Linked DNA regions of Mus musculus: region 1 is linked to region 2. The links are chromatin contacts, called in public promoter capture Hi-C maps. All regions are on one chromosome and are shown on one strand. Each heading gives the region's core, a stretch centred on a gene start, on an enhancer-like site or on the middle of the called end of the contact. The rest is flanking DNA. Distances are from core to core; before and after follow the strand shown.

The links. Promoter capture Hi-C pulls out the DNA fragments that hold promoters and counts their contacts.
Region 1: a promoter capture Hi-C map of liver shows a contact between it and region 2. The contact joins the promoter of Cpsf3 here to the enhancer-like site in region 2. A contact is called at or near these places in 23 of 39 promoter capture datasets (the 3T3-L1 cell line, 3T3-L1-derived adipocytes, the C10 cell line and 14 more), 1 of 15 datasets of contacts at CTCF or cohesin (the NIH/3T3 cell line), 9 of 484 Hi-C or Micro-C datasets (the N1E-115 cell line, the Patski cell line, Sertoli cells and 4 more), 17 of 115 datasets of contacts at active chromatin or transcription factors (the SCID.adh cell line, acute myeloid leukemia, bone marrow-derived macrophages and 8 more) and 4 of 9 other capture datasets (adipose tissue, embryonic stem cells, liver and 1 more).

Annotation. Positions count from the first base shown.
Region 1 is chr12:21,282,852-21,290,117 of GRCm38.p6, forward strand. Cpsf3 (cleavage and polyadenylation specificity factor 3) reads left to right here and starts at 3,446. Exons shown (of 18, transcript NM_018813.3): 1 at 3,446-3,693. The coding sequence starts at 3,644. It overlaps Itgb1bp1 (integrin beta 1 binding protein 1), which reads right to left and starts at 3,433. Exons shown (of 7, transcript NM_008403.5): 1 at 3,255-3,433. It overlaps Gm25821 (a small nucleolar RNA gene), which reads left to right and starts at 5,076; the gene lies at 5,076-5,208.
Region 2 is chr12:21,131,467-21,138,586 of GRCm38.p6, forward strand. All of the region lies in intron 1 of Asap2 (ArfGAP with SH3 domain, ankyrin repeat and PH domain 2), which reads left to right. Among named protein-coding and RNA genes, the nearest start is that of Asap2, 23 kb to the left of the region's middle. Within about 2 kb of position 5,140, at least 139 of the 459 cell types and tissues checked have an H3K27ac peak or open chromatin away from gene starts, as enhancers often do. A contact at or near this core is called in 3T3-L1-derived adipocytes, the N1E-115 cell line, the NIH/3T3 cell line and 13 more, where this site is marked.

The DNA of each region.
Region 1 (7,266 bases), core at 2,196-4,695, 150 kb after region 2:
TTTTAGTGGGAGTGAGTAGATCAATAACAACAACAAAAAATATTAGGGAACAATCATTCCCATGAGGAAAACTAAAGAGAGAGGCAGGAGCAAAAGGAGAGAAGGCCCAAGGCCTGCAGGCCAGAGGCAAGTATCATTTGAGCATAGCAGTCCATAGACATGTTCCTACAGCAGGCAAGAAACAGGACCAGATTTCTGCTTTATAGAACCTCACTGGGCACCAGATATGGAGCTAACCGCCTGAGAGCAAAGGGGGCTAAAGGTTATTTGAGTACTGTGCAGAAGTTGCTGCAAAGGATAAGTCCAAAAGATGCCTGTAGTGATGGAGGGACAGCGGGAGAGCCGTATTCCTAGGCCTGGGCTAAACTAGGTTAACCTAGTACCATAAAATACCATGTTGGTGGTCTATGATAGTTAAAGTGCTGGTATATGACATACTTAGGCACATTATATTTTAGTACAGACTTCTTGGTGTTTACAGAGGATTGGTTCCATAACCACACAAGTGAATATAACCTACACACACAATCCCATACACTTTAAATAACTTCTAAATTACTTAGTGTAGCTAGGCAAGTACCCTCCACTGAGCTGAACATTATATCTAGTGTGAGTGCTACAGAAATAGTTGATATGATGTATTATTTACAAAATAATGATAAGGAAAGTCTCCACTTCTTTGGTACAGTGGAATTTCGGTCTTGTTTTTACAACACCTCTTTAAAAATCTGGGCTTGTTTAAACCTGAGCATGCAGAACCCATTAGCTGTGGAGAGATGACTACAAATTTAAATGCATATTTCTTTTTAAAAAAAAAAATTACTTATTTATTTTATATATGTGAGTTCACTATAGCTGTCTTCAGACACACCAGAAGAGGGCATCAGATCCCATTTCAGATGGTTGTGAGCCACCGAGTGGTTGCTGGGCATTGAACTCAGGATCTCTGGTAGAGCAGTCAGTGCTCTTAACCGCTGGACCATCTTTCCAGCCCCCATATTTCTATATTAATTTTTAAAGTTACTTAATAAAATGTGGTTCTGCTGGGCAGTGGTGGCGCACACCTTTAATCCCAGTACTTGGGAGGCAGAGGCAGCTGGATTTCTGAGTTTGAGGCCAGCCTGGTCTACAGAGTGAGTTCCACAGCCTGGGCTATACAGAGAAACCCTGTCTCGAAAAGACAAAAAAAAAAAAAGTGGTTCTGTTGTTAGAATCTTAAAGCATCCCCACAGATCCTTGGCGATGATTGGATATCACCAAGGCCTTTGCAACTTCTCAAAACTTGCTCTGCAGCATCAATCCAGGAACTGAGATGGGGAAAGAACTGGTTAGTCTTTGATATCTGCTGCTGTTCTGGGTGTATGTACTTAATCAAATTGTTCTTGCTTCTAAATTATTCATGCTTAAAAATGAGCCAGGGGATGCTATCTGTCAGCTGAAAGTTACACAGATTCATCAAATGCAAAAACTGCCAGAGGCTCCGACCTGCTCCTCCCTCGTCTCTCCCACTCAGGCAATTAAGCCATCACTGGTAGGAACCAGAAAATCATCAATCCCTCACTGTTCTTCAACCTTCACATCCAACTAAGGACCAGGATCCCAGGTCCATGGCAGACTCTGCCTCAGCTTGGTAACCAGCCCCACATCTTTGGGGGGAACTAATGGCATTCTTTCAGCGTGAATGTGATGATCCTCAATCTATAGAAAACGCCCAAGTTCACAGTCTGACACACTTAAAGAATCCACACACCCACTATAGAGGCTTTGTGGGTAAAAGCCCTTACTTTTAAAAAAAGAAAAGGTGTGTGTAGGAGTAGATTGCCCCTGGAGCTGGTGTTGAGCCACAAGCACCAAAACTTGGATCCTCAATAAGACAGGTAGATGCTCTTATCCACTGAGTCAGCTCTCTGAATGAATGATCTTGTCCTACAGAACTCCTTGTGGCTCTAAGGTCTGCCTCCACATTTTAGCCACAAAAAGAAGGAGGAGGGGGGCTGGAGAGGTGGCTCAGCGGGTAAGAGCACTGACTGCTCTTCCCGAAGGTCCTGAGTTCAATTCCCAGCAACCACATGGTGGCTCACAACCACCCGTGATGAGGTCTGGCGCCCTCTTCTGGTGCATCTGAAGACAGCTACGGTGTACTTACATATAATAATAAATAAATCTTTAAAAAAAAAAAAGAAGGAGGAGGAGGAGGAGGAGGAGGAAAAGAAGATAACAATGATTTCTTTCAAACACAGATCAGAGCTCAGTATTATTAGGCCGTTGTTCACCGGTGTCCTACTAAGATTTGACTACTAAGATTTGACTAAGGAAGGTCAAATCCCTCCAGCAAGAACCCACCCAGGGCTCTCCAACCACTCTCTCTCAAGCTTGTCTTCAACAATGAGCTACACATCTCTCAGGAACGCAAAGCCACTTTGGTTCTGAGCGGTTCTAAGCTCCTGTATGTTCTTATACTATCTAACTTTCCCTCCCACAGAACTCTCATTTTGTAAGTTCCTTGGCAACTACTTGCCTCGCACAACTTATTTCGGGCCTTTTAAAGAAAGCCTTCCTTGGACTTTCAGGTTGGACTAAAAGACATCAGATCACAGCATTAAAATGTCATCTTCTTCTTTAAACTCCCACTCCCTCAACTAACTAGTGCAAGGCGAGGCTGAATTGGTTCTCAGTAGATAGACAGTATAGCGGAAGAGGACTCGTTACAGGGTTCTGACAATTGCCCTAGGAGGTGATATCCAATAACGTCGCCAAGATGCTCCAGAAACCGCTAGCCCTCACTCTGGCCCATCTGGAGCAGCCGGTCCCTAGGGTCATCGGAGCCTTCCGAGCAGTGAGAACGCCCAGCTGCATTCACGTGAGTCAACCAAGCCAGAGATTCAATAACTTGTCCCACATCACAAAGTTTACTTGGGGACCCCGACAAGATCAGGCTTCCAAAGCTCTGCACACATGCCTCGCACAAGTGAGGATGTAGACAGCTAACTCCAACCCCACCTGGGTGCAGCAACAAGCAGAGGGAGGCCTCAGGGTCTTGCGGAGCCTGGTCCCCGGGGAGGCAGGCGGTAGACCTGTCACGGGAACGCGGGTCCCTCCCTGACCGGGCGCCGAGCTCCTCTTCCTTTCCCCGGTTTGCACTCTGTCGGTGCCTCAGCCTCGGGACGTGGAGGGAATGGGAGGACGGCGGGCTGCGGGGTACTCCCCACACACCCGCACCCTCTGGCCCGGCTGAGGCGAGGCCCGGTTCTCACCTCGCCTCCTCGGCTCGTTCCCCGGTCGCCCCGGTCTCGCGGGGTGTGGGATGGTCCAGCGGCGGCGGCCGGTAGGTTATTCCAGTTCGTATTCCAGCTCCGGCTTTGCCAGTTTTCCTGCCCTGGTCCGCTGGGCCACGCCCCTATCATGCGCAGGCGCAGTCTTTAGGCCGCGCCTCCAGTTCCTTAACCGCACCTCCGGGAACCTAAAGAACCTCGTTCTCGAACCGGAAGTTGGAGGGCCGAATCTAGCTCCGGGAACGCTAGAGCGCCGGAAGTTGTGTGTTGGTGGTGGGGGTTTTTTCTTCTTTGGTTTGCAGTAGCTGTGCTTTGAATTTAGAGACTGCGGCGACGAGTTCGTGGTCCACGCTGCTCCTGAGACTGCCAGGATGTCTGCGATTCCTGCAGAGGAGAGCGACCAGCTGCTGATCCGACCCCTGTAAGGGATGCGCTAGAGAGGGAGCGAGCCCCCCTCCCCGTATGTGTGAGAGCCTGGAGGGACCCCCGCGGAGGCAGCTGCGGGTCCAGCCTCTCAGGTTCAAGGGATTTGGAGAACATTGATCGATGGGCTATCTAGGTTGAATGTCATTTTTCCTTCAGTCTCGGGGAGGGTATTTTGGGGAAAAAAAATCCAGGTCATTGGGTGTTTTCATAAAGAAAGGGTTGCCAATTAACACAAGTCTGGATCTCGTACATCAGAGCAAGCCTTGAGGGAACCGACAGATAGAGGACACTGCAAGGAAGAACTGCATCTGCCTCCTTTCCAGGACCCTACACGTGCTCAGATGGGCGGGGAAATTAAAGACGTGGTGTATGTACTTTGAGAGCTCAGACCTTAGCAGAAGGTAGGAGGAAATTGGAGAGGGGAAAGCTGAGGCGTTTCCGCGAGAAATTAAGAGCTAAATCACCATAAAAGATTGGTTTTAGTGGAAATGGCGTTCTGGAATATTTTGTAGAGAATTGCCTCACACATTTAAAGGTGCAGAACGTACTGGATGAGCGGTGAGACTCATCCAATACACGTGGTTGTTGTTCAGCATGAGACACTATTTGGCACCACATGAATGTGTACATTTTCAAAGGCCGGAAACTATCTCCTTTACCCACTCATAAAGTAAGATTTACTGAGCACTTACCAATGAATGTACCCAAGTGATGCTGTCATCTCCCTATATACACTAAGCAAATATCAAACAAAATCACCAGGCATGGGCTGAGTTCATTGATTTCACGCCTTTGGTGAAATTGTAAAGTGGGGAGTGCTGGAATGAGTTTGTGAAAATAGACAGCTACGTTGGTGTCAGACCTGAAACCCAGTCTTCCTGTTTAATACGGAAGTAGCCTCAATGAACCCACTTCCTCATGTGGAAAAAAGCACTCACTGTGAGGAGTGCTTGCTCTTGGGCAGTGCAGTGATACCAGTGACCGTGCTCAGTGCTCATTTTGACATCTGTTTCAGGAGTATAGGTCAGCACTGTGCTGAGTCTCAAAACAGTTGGAAACTCTTCTGACAGATCTCACGCATTCTGGAAATGTGATTGACATTCGAGCTAAGGCTTAAAGAGTTGGAAAAAATTAAAGACAGTATTGGAACCATAATGTTCCAGGCGCACACAAAAGGTTCTGATTTATGGCCAGTTTTACTTTGGTTGCAGGTAACAGATTAGCAGACGGATTGGGGCAGGCTATCTCTACCTTATGAAGGACCTTGTATACATACTAAAGAGCTTGACTGTTTATCACACCAGTTATAGTAAGCCGACAAAAGATTTAAAGCAACTGTGTAATACAGTGGGAATTAGATTAAAGTTGTGGCTACTTTCCCTTTTGAAAGCATTCATTCAGTGGCCTTTTGCTCGTGAGCCACTGAGCTGTCCTGAAGGGGCAGAGTGAAAACATCACTTTTGGGGGAAGTGGTGACATGTTGTTTGCTTCAATCAGTGTTGTGACAAGAAAAACAAAGAACAACTCCAGTGTGGTAGACGAATATGGACGAAGTGAGGAGAATCTGGTAGGATGTAATCACAGTCCAGTCCTGAGTGATGAGAGCTGGTAGCCAGTGAAAGGGGTGGGGGGGAGTAGAAAGGAGTGGATTTGAGGAGTTCAGGAGTAAAGTCTTGACAAGTGGTCAGATGTCATCTGAAGGGACGGTGGCAGGACACAGGCAGAGAGTACACGTCAGGTCTCTTGGTTCTGTACAGGAGGTGCAGCAAGGGAGAAAGTTTGATCTTGTTGTTTGGTGGGAGTTGTAAATATGTAACTTACCATACCTTATAAAGCTGTGCACTTCGATATGCGCTTGTTTGCTTTGGAGTATGTATGTGTCTGTAGGTTTTCTGTTAACATAGAATCTCGCTAGGTAGCACACACTGGCCTGGAACAAACCCATGACAATTCTCTTGCCTCAGTCTCCCAGTGTTAGGATTACAGGAGTGTGTTATCCTGATGAGCTCCAATGGTTTTTAGTGTGTTTGGGGAATTATATAGCCTTTGCTATGACTGTAGTGCCCAATCCCATAGCCGACACCTGCATTACCCTTTCTAAAGAGCACATTAGGCTCCACGCTCAGGTCTCGCCACCCTCCCAAACCTTCAGCAACCACCTGTCTATTTTTCCTTCTCTGTGGAGTTGGCAGTTGAGAAGGTGTCTGAGAAGATGAAACCTGACTGAGACCCAAATGTTCTAAAGGAGCCTGATGTGTAGGGAGCTGAGAACCGAACACTCCAGGAAGAAAGAGCCAGTCCAGGGGCCTGTGAAAACTAGCTTGGCCTACTAAACATGAAGTGCCTGGCAGCAACCCAGCAAAGAGGCTGAAATGGCAGGTACATGTACCAGAGGGCTAGAATTCAGAGCAGTCTGAGCTGCAGACACAGACTCCGAGTTCAACAGCATGTCGGATGCATGAATGGAAAGACCATGAAGTTGGGAAGAGGGCCAGGAGAGACTCTGAGATATTAGCATTCAGAGGTTAGAGAGCCAAGGCAGATAAGTGAAGAAGGGGAAAAAAAAAAAAAAAAACCTGGGAAAGCCAGCAAGACAGACCAGAGTGTGGAGTCAGAGAAGCCAGGAAGTGCTTGAGGGAACACTTAAGCAAGGAAGGTAATGGCTGCCAAGGGGACTGGTTGGGTTAAGGACCAAGTAGAGCTGTTTGCACTTAGCAGCAAGAACAATCTCAGAAAAGTAGCTGGAAAAGGCTGGTAAATAAGAGTGGGGGTTTTTAGGAGGGGTATGTAGACAGGCAGCTCTGTGGGGAAGCTGACTTAAGAACAAAATGAGAATCATGGAGATAAAAATCAAGGAATTTTAATTGAAGACAAAAAAAATGACCATGGAATTTATTCATTTATTTCTTTGAGACAGAGTCTCACTATGTTCCTTGGCTGTCGTGGAGTTCTCTGTAGGTCAGGCTGGCCCCAGATCTACAGCGCTCCACCCACCAGACAGCTTTATTCTCTATCTACCCCCCAAGTGCTAGAATTGCATCCCTATTGTTTCTTACTCTCTGAGTCTGTGGCTAGCCCAGTGGTAAGGGTCTATCTCATCCCTGTTTGCTCCTAGATCACAAGGTCTTTGAGGTCTGATCACTCTGATACACCCGTCCTAGGCAGTTAGTATCACACTTTAGAATTCATTTTGAGCGAGATTTGGGAGGAAATATCCAACAAGCTGTTATTTTTAGCTTAAGGTGTGCCCAAAGGGAAAAGGCTGAAACCATGGCAACCAGGCTAGGTGGTGATAAGCTGATCTCAAGGTAACACTGAAGTGATGGCTTTGTTCTAGAAGGATTACTCAACTGCTTGTTTACATCTTAAAGTCCCACAGTGCCCACCCTCTCTGCCCGCCACACCGAGGATTGCTTTTCACCTTTTCCTACACCGGCACTCACCCTCTGTTTGAACTCTAGAACTGTCCTTCCTCGGGAATTAAGTGACTACTGTCATAACTCGGGCAGTTAAAGTTGTGAAAGAGTTTGAATTTAGTATGTTGAGTGTTACTGTGGTGGGGTGATAC
Region 2 (7,120 bases), core at 3,890-6,389:
CATGGTCAGAGACAGAACCCAGCAGATTTGGAGATAGGTTGTGGGCAAGGCAGTGTGTGCTGGAGGGTTCCATTCTGCCTAGTGGCTTCTAGGCTGTGCTTTGCTCTTGCTCTGGGGACTGGTCACTGGGCCAAGACAGTACTTGGTGGCCTCCATAGGGCAAGCATTGGCCTCACCTCTACTGCTCACACTCCCTGAGAGCTCTATTGTCTGAGCATGTACACCCAACCCCTTACTAAGCTGGGCACAGCGGAGTCTGAAGCATATAGCGCAAGGTGGAATAGCATTGCTGGCTGGGAAATGGCTGGTGTCCTGTAGAAGCCTGAAGCTGTGTTTCTGGGCCAGCAAAGATGATAAGCATGTTAGGTAGTCCTGAGTCACCTGCACATAAAACCACTGGAGGCCACATATGGAGTATACCAATTTCTAGGAAGGGACATGTTACAATGCCCAAGGCTGTGTATTGGAGAAGAGATGGTTTTGGTGGCAGCAGCAAGGAGGGGTCCTAGACTTTGCTGGCTGAGACTAACTTCATAATTCTTGCAAAAGGGATTGTCACGTTTGTCTCCTAGTCCTTCATTGACAGCCTGTCTGTCCTCTCCAGGTATGAGACCATTTACCAATGTGAGTAGAGGCCAGGATTTCTGTGAGGTCACTTTCAGAAGAAACAGACACAGAAACTGACGATGACAGACCACAGGGGTAGTTGCTATGACAACAAGACATTCATCATAACAACCTGTGGGAATGGACAGGGTCTGGCAGGCAATCCAAAGGACCAGTGATGGGGATGTGTGCAGACTGTCATAGACCAGCACCAACATGGCTGGCGTGTTTACCTTATAGAAACATGGCAGGAACTCCCGGCTGAGCTCGGGACCTGGGGTGGAGTTGGAACCTGCAGAACTCTAAGCTCTTTCTCCCTAGAAGGAAAGCCCACAGCTGTTCCGCAAGTGGTGACTGGGAGACCAGTCTCCTCAGGGAGCGCCAGAGGGAGAGAACTGTGTCCACATGTTATCAGGGCTCTGCTGCTGCTGCTGCTGCTGCAGGGAGTGGAGATGCTAAATATAGTGTTTGCATCTTCTGAGCTACCTGCATACATCAGGAAGGAAGAGAAGCTTAATTTTCTCTGAAGCAAAGGCTGCCAGGAAGATGCCTGCCTTTCTAATCAGGGGGGTTCTGGCAAGGGCATTGAGGACGAGGACGGCAGCAGTGTCCACAATGGCAGCAAAGCCAGGTGCAGTGTTTACTGTCTCACTGAAAGCGTGGGGGCGGGGTCCCGTGGCAGGGGGGATGTCTTTGGCTTACTCCTCGGTTGATGATGGACCAGCTTGCTTCCTGGCAGCCGAATCTCTCCCTCCCGGAGTGGAGATGGCTGGTTTGCGGTTCTCAGTTGGTGACTTTCCTTGAACCACTTCCTTTCCTTTTCTTCCCGTGCCCAAATGTGCAGGAGGAATTTCCTCTTCCCACCAACAGACCGGAAAGGAAGGGAAGGCAACATTGCTCATTTCTGTCTGCTGCCAAGAACCCCCTGCCAAAAAAACGACCACTTCTCTTCCAGGCCACAGGTGACAGTGTCCTTCAGGTTCTCGGAGGGGGTTTCTGCCTCTGCCTTCTCTGACCTTGACCAAGAGGAGTCTGCTGTAGCCCTTAATGTCAGGCCACTTCTCGACATGCACCTGGTGTGGCAGGGGCTGGGCCTGGTCACCATGTGGTTTTCTTAGCAAGATGCCAGGGAACACCTGTCACTGTGATGTGCAGCTCCCACCTCCTCCACAGCTCCAGGTCAGAGCCTGGCTCCTGCCCAGCTAGGCCTCACTCACTGCCTTGATCCCAGCTTCTCCTTGGGCCTGTCCGGTGTTTGGGTGTCTCTGGCATCCACACTCTATCTCCACACTTATGCTGCTGGTTGGTGGATCTGTCTCCTCTTCTCGCTGGAGATGTGCCTTCCTAGGGGCTTTTCCCCTGCTGCCCTTGAGGGTCAGGTGCCCTTCCTGCAGTAGGTGAGGGATTCTTTCTTCCCTCAGCCCTAGCCATTACTGCCCTTTCTGGAAGTGACATCTGTAGCCAGCACTTCTGGCCTCCTGCTGTATCTCCTAGTCTGTAAATTACTCTGCTGCTTTAATTTTCCTTGACCTGGACCCCCTTTCTCTTCCTGCAGCCCAGCTCACAGCCCTGCCATTATCAGCCAGACTATTCAATAGCTTCTGTCTCCGCTGGAGTTCAGAACTTGACCTTTTTAGTTAGAACCCGAGTCTGGCCCCATCTCTTCTAAAACCCATCTGCTTTCTCTTTCCTGGTCATCTAAGATAGACCTTCAGCCCATTCACCAGAAGGAGGTCACTGGCTTCAGCCAGAAAAAAACTTGTATATTCTTGTCTCCCTTTACCTTATTAAATCATAAATCTTATGGGGACAAGGACCTGAGAGCTCTCAGCACCCTGAATTGTGCCCGGGACATCACACGTGGTTAAGAAATATTTGTGATTTGGTGTTGGTGGCTCACCCTTGTAATTCCAGCACCCCGGGAGCTCACAGGAGGGATTCTGATCAGAAACCAACAAGAGACAAGAAAGTATTTGTAAACACTTAAAAGTAATCAGCAAATCCAGCGTAGGTGGCAGGGGGTGGCGCCCCCTTCCTGGGAGTTGTGGAGTTACTGGTTCTAGGAAAGCTTGCAGTTTAAAGGTTGAATTTGGAGCTGGGTGTGGTGACGCACGCCTTTTAAACCCAGTGCACTGGAGGAAGACGCAGTCAGAACTCTGTGAGTTTGAGGCCAACCTGGTCTACAAAGAGAGTTCCAGGAAAAAAAAAAAAAAAAAAGCAAGAGGCTGTTTGAGCCAGTTTCACCCTGTGTGGGAGGAGCAGGGAGGAAGAAATTCCAGGTTAAACACTCCCAGCTGCTGTTTATTCCAGATCCACGGCTAGCAGAGCTCCGAATGGCTGCCCGTGAGGGTGGGGAAGAAGCTGCCAGTCTGTGTTCCGGGTTTCTTTCACTCAGTGGGACCAAGTTTGCTCTGTGTTAGGAGATTGAGAGATAGGGCTTTGAAAGGGTCTGATTCATCAGTCATTGTTCGGGAGGACTGGGAGGTTAACTCTGGCGGTAGCTTCTGATAGGGATCTGCAGCTATAATGGAGACCTGTATTATGCTAGGGCTTTGAAGATTCTGTGGAGCAGTGATGAGCAGGGGCACCACCTGTGCTCTCGGCCTGCTCTCCTGCCCTTCCGATTGTCTCGTGGCAATGAGCCGGCAGTGTAGGTTATGCTGATGAAAGGCTTTTTACTAAAGCGCTCCTTGTTTCTTTATAGGCTCAATAGCTGTTTAGTGTTTGTGACTCCCCCTCCCATCTCCACCCCCTGCCCAAAGAAGGGGCTTTTTATAAATTCTTCAGATTTCATTCTTTAGTAATACTTATGAGTATGGTGGGCTGGGATTACTATGTTTTAAAAGAAAATGCAGAGAAAGGGTACAGTTGGCCTGTTTCCTACAGAGCTTGTGTTCTGCCTTAGCCTGAACAGTGCTCAGAGCATCTGTCTATCTGCCTTGAAGCCTGCTGGACTTGAACTCCAGTCGCTGGCTTCACCTGCTGACACTGTTGTGACCCGGGGAAACACCTCATTTACTTGTTTAAGGAATACTTATATTGCACTTACCGCATACCTGACATGGTGACGGTGCTCAGTGAGTGTTTGTTTTTTTAAAGATTTATTTATTTATTATATGTAAGTACACTGTAGCTGTCTTCAGACACTCCGGAAGACGAAGTCAGAGTTGTTAAGAGGATGGTTGTGAGCCACCATGTGGTTGCTGGGATTTAAACTCAGGACCTTCAGAAGAGCTGAGCCATGTCTCCAGTCCTCTCAGTGAGTGTTAAACACAGTCTGTGTGTGTTGTCATCTCATCCACGTTTAGAGAAGAAAGGGTGCCCAAGAGATGTTGAAAAGCCGGAGGTCCAGGCCAGCTCAGTCTTGGGTTCCACTTTGTCCTGACTCTGACTGTCCCACCTGTCATCTCTCTGGGTTTGAATTTTGAATCTGTAAGACTGGAGACATTCGTAGTTTGGCTGCCCTGAGTCAGGATTGCTGTAGGAGCAGTTGGTCCATGAGCCCTGCTGAGTGGTAAGAGTATCTCAAAATTACATGAGGAGCCAGAAACTGTTGGGACACTTGGAAAGCCAACCTGTGGGGCTGGAGGAAACACGCAGATCCTGACCAAAGTCTCCAAAGCAGGCTCTGCCCACAGTGTGAATCCAGGAGCTGGAACTCTCATTCCAAGTCCCAGGGCTGGTGGAACTGAGGAGCAGAAAGGTGGACCTGCCTAGCACCAGATGGCTGTGTTACTGAGTTGGATACATCTGGGGTAGTCCAGCTTACAGGCTGATCAGCCTGAGGCTGTGGGGCTCTTTGCAAAGGCCCAGCCAACGGCCACTTCCGGCCCTGTAAATTCCTGATTAGCTTTCCATATTGTCTTTTTGTTCATTCTCTTTAGAAATTCGCTCCCACACCTTCCTTCCATTGCATTTCTAGAAATATCCCACTTTTCATGACTCACTGATTGAACATATCCTGTTTGGGGAAGTGTTCAGAGGAATTTCAGAGCGGGCACGTTGACTGCCAGTGATAAGTGGTGCAGACAGGAGCCTGGGAGCCGGCTCTCCCAGCCTCCCCCAAGGCCCCAGACAAGGAGTGCAGCTCCTGTTCTCAACCGACACACCCACTGACACACCCACTGCAGTTTTCCCTTCAGGCTGTGAGTAGGAACCTGAGTGTGGCTAGAGTGACTGATGTCCACTGAATCAAATCAGAGATGGTGCCTGGAGTTTGAACCTGGCTGGGTGGGATGACCTTTTGAACCACACAGATGCCCTGTCTTCCTGGTATCAGGATTGTATCATGGAGCAGGGAGGGGCTGTGTCCCTGGAGACACAGTCACTCCCAGAACCTCATGTATGAGGAGAGGCCAGGAGGCCTTGCAGGATGGCAGTGTTATGCATGGAGCACAGAATGCCAGCCTTGTCTTTGGATGCTCCGATTTTGCTCACGGCCTTGTTTGTTATTTCACAAGCTAGAATGTTGCTCCCAGTCTCCAAGGCTGGGTGTGTAGCTCATGCCAAAATCCTTCTCTTTTGTATAGCCAAAGGCTCTTGGCAGGCTTACACTGTGGCAGAGGACAGGCAGTGAAGTAAGAGGAAGAAAAAGCTGGGGCAGCCTCAGGCACAGCAGAGGCCATGGTGTGCTGGTGGCTGAGAAGTAGCTGGATGCTGAGATGTTGCTCCTGTTGAGTGGCAGTGTAGTCAGATAGGCTGTGAGGATGGTGTTGAGAAAACAGTCAGCCAGTTTTGCAAGGTGCTTTGAATCCAAAGGTGCCTCAAGATGCAGAAAGTGGTTGAGAGGCAAGCTGTGTAGGTCTCCTCGAGAATGGGGTAGGTGGTGGGACGAGAGAGGTGCTGCTGAGTCTGGGCAGCTGTGATTCAGAGGGATTCTCGGCAAGGTCTGGAGACATGTTTGAGTGCTCAGGGCAAGGGGTGCTTCTGGCGTCTAGTGGGTGAAGCCAAAGGTGCTACCAAATGTCCCATAGTGCACAAGAATGCCTGGGCCACGGAGAACACTACTGTTCTTAGTGTTGTTAATTCTGAGGTCCAAAGACCCTGCGCTGGGTGGTCCCAGATCACTGGAGAAGAGAGAAGGACCTTGGCGGATCTGAGTAGCTATGTGTGTGTGTATGAGTTCATGTATATTTGAGTGTGCAGTATACGCATGTGTATATGTTTGGTGTGCACATGTGTGGAGACCGAGGCTGATATGTATCTTACTTGATTGCAGCCATATATGTATTATATATTATAAATTATATATGTGAAATAATATTATTTTATTTTTTGAGACAGAGCCTCTCACTGATTGGTGAGACTAGCCAACTGGCAAGCTCCAGGGACTCGCCCATCTCTGTCTTCCCACCATTTGCCTTCAAACCTGGCATTTTCTGTGAATGCTGGAGATCCAGACTCAGGTCCCGTGCTTTAGTGGTGAGCACTTGACCCAGTGAGCATCTCTCCAGATTTGTATAAGCTGAAGTCTGTAGGTAATTGAGCACCACAAGGCAAAGACCATGTTTTCAGGACGCCTGGTGACATTAAGTCTGTGGAGACCTTCAAAGAGATGGATTAAAATGATGATTCTCCTAGACTCCTGATGTAGCTCCATCTTAGTTATGATTACATTTCATTGACGCGTGTGTGTGTGTGTGAACATGTACCTGTATCCACTGAGCCACCCTGCTCACTCCTGTAGCCTCATCTTTGCATTATTATTATTTTATATTTTTAATTTGAAATGTGCCCAATACCAAATGTATTTTGGAGAGTGTTCCAAACCAGAATCTTTTGTGTTAAGAAGATTAATAAAACTAAAATGGTATAAACACTCTTAATTTAGTGTTTATTAAATAGGAGGGCCTTATCAAAGAGCCAAGGGGAATTTAAAGATTGGTGGAATTAATTTAAAGTATTAAAAGCCAGTACATGATTGTGTATGCCCCAGTCCCTCCCTCTTTCTCTCTCAGATACACAGTGCATTCTTCCTCCTCCTCCTCCTTCTCCTCCTCTTCCTCCTCCTCCTCGTCCTTCAAGACAGGGTCTCTATAACCTAGGTCGGTTTCAAATTCTCATGCCACCATCCCCCACCCCACCCCCAACTAGGATCATGAACATGCATCACCACACCTGGCCACAGTTAATTATTATTATTTGCATTCTTTTCTGCATGTATATATGTATGTGTATTGCATTCATGCTTGGAGCCCGTAGAAAGGTCAGAAGAGGGTGTCAGGAGCTTGGATGGCTGAGAACCAAACCAGGGTCCACTGCAAGAGCAAACAGTACCCTTAACCACTGGGCCATCTCTCCAGCCCCCTAATTATTGTTTTCCTTTAGTCTCTTTGTCTTTAACAGGGAATGGGTTTATTCTAAGTACATGCTGACTGCTCCTGGTCTACTTCTCCTTTAATGCTCTGTGTTAAGCTGACAGAGCTTAGGCTATGTCCTCTTCTGAGAGAGCGGTGGAGGACTTTTGAGACAGACCCGAGTGTCAGCAAGATCCCTCTGAACCAGTGTGGGTGCA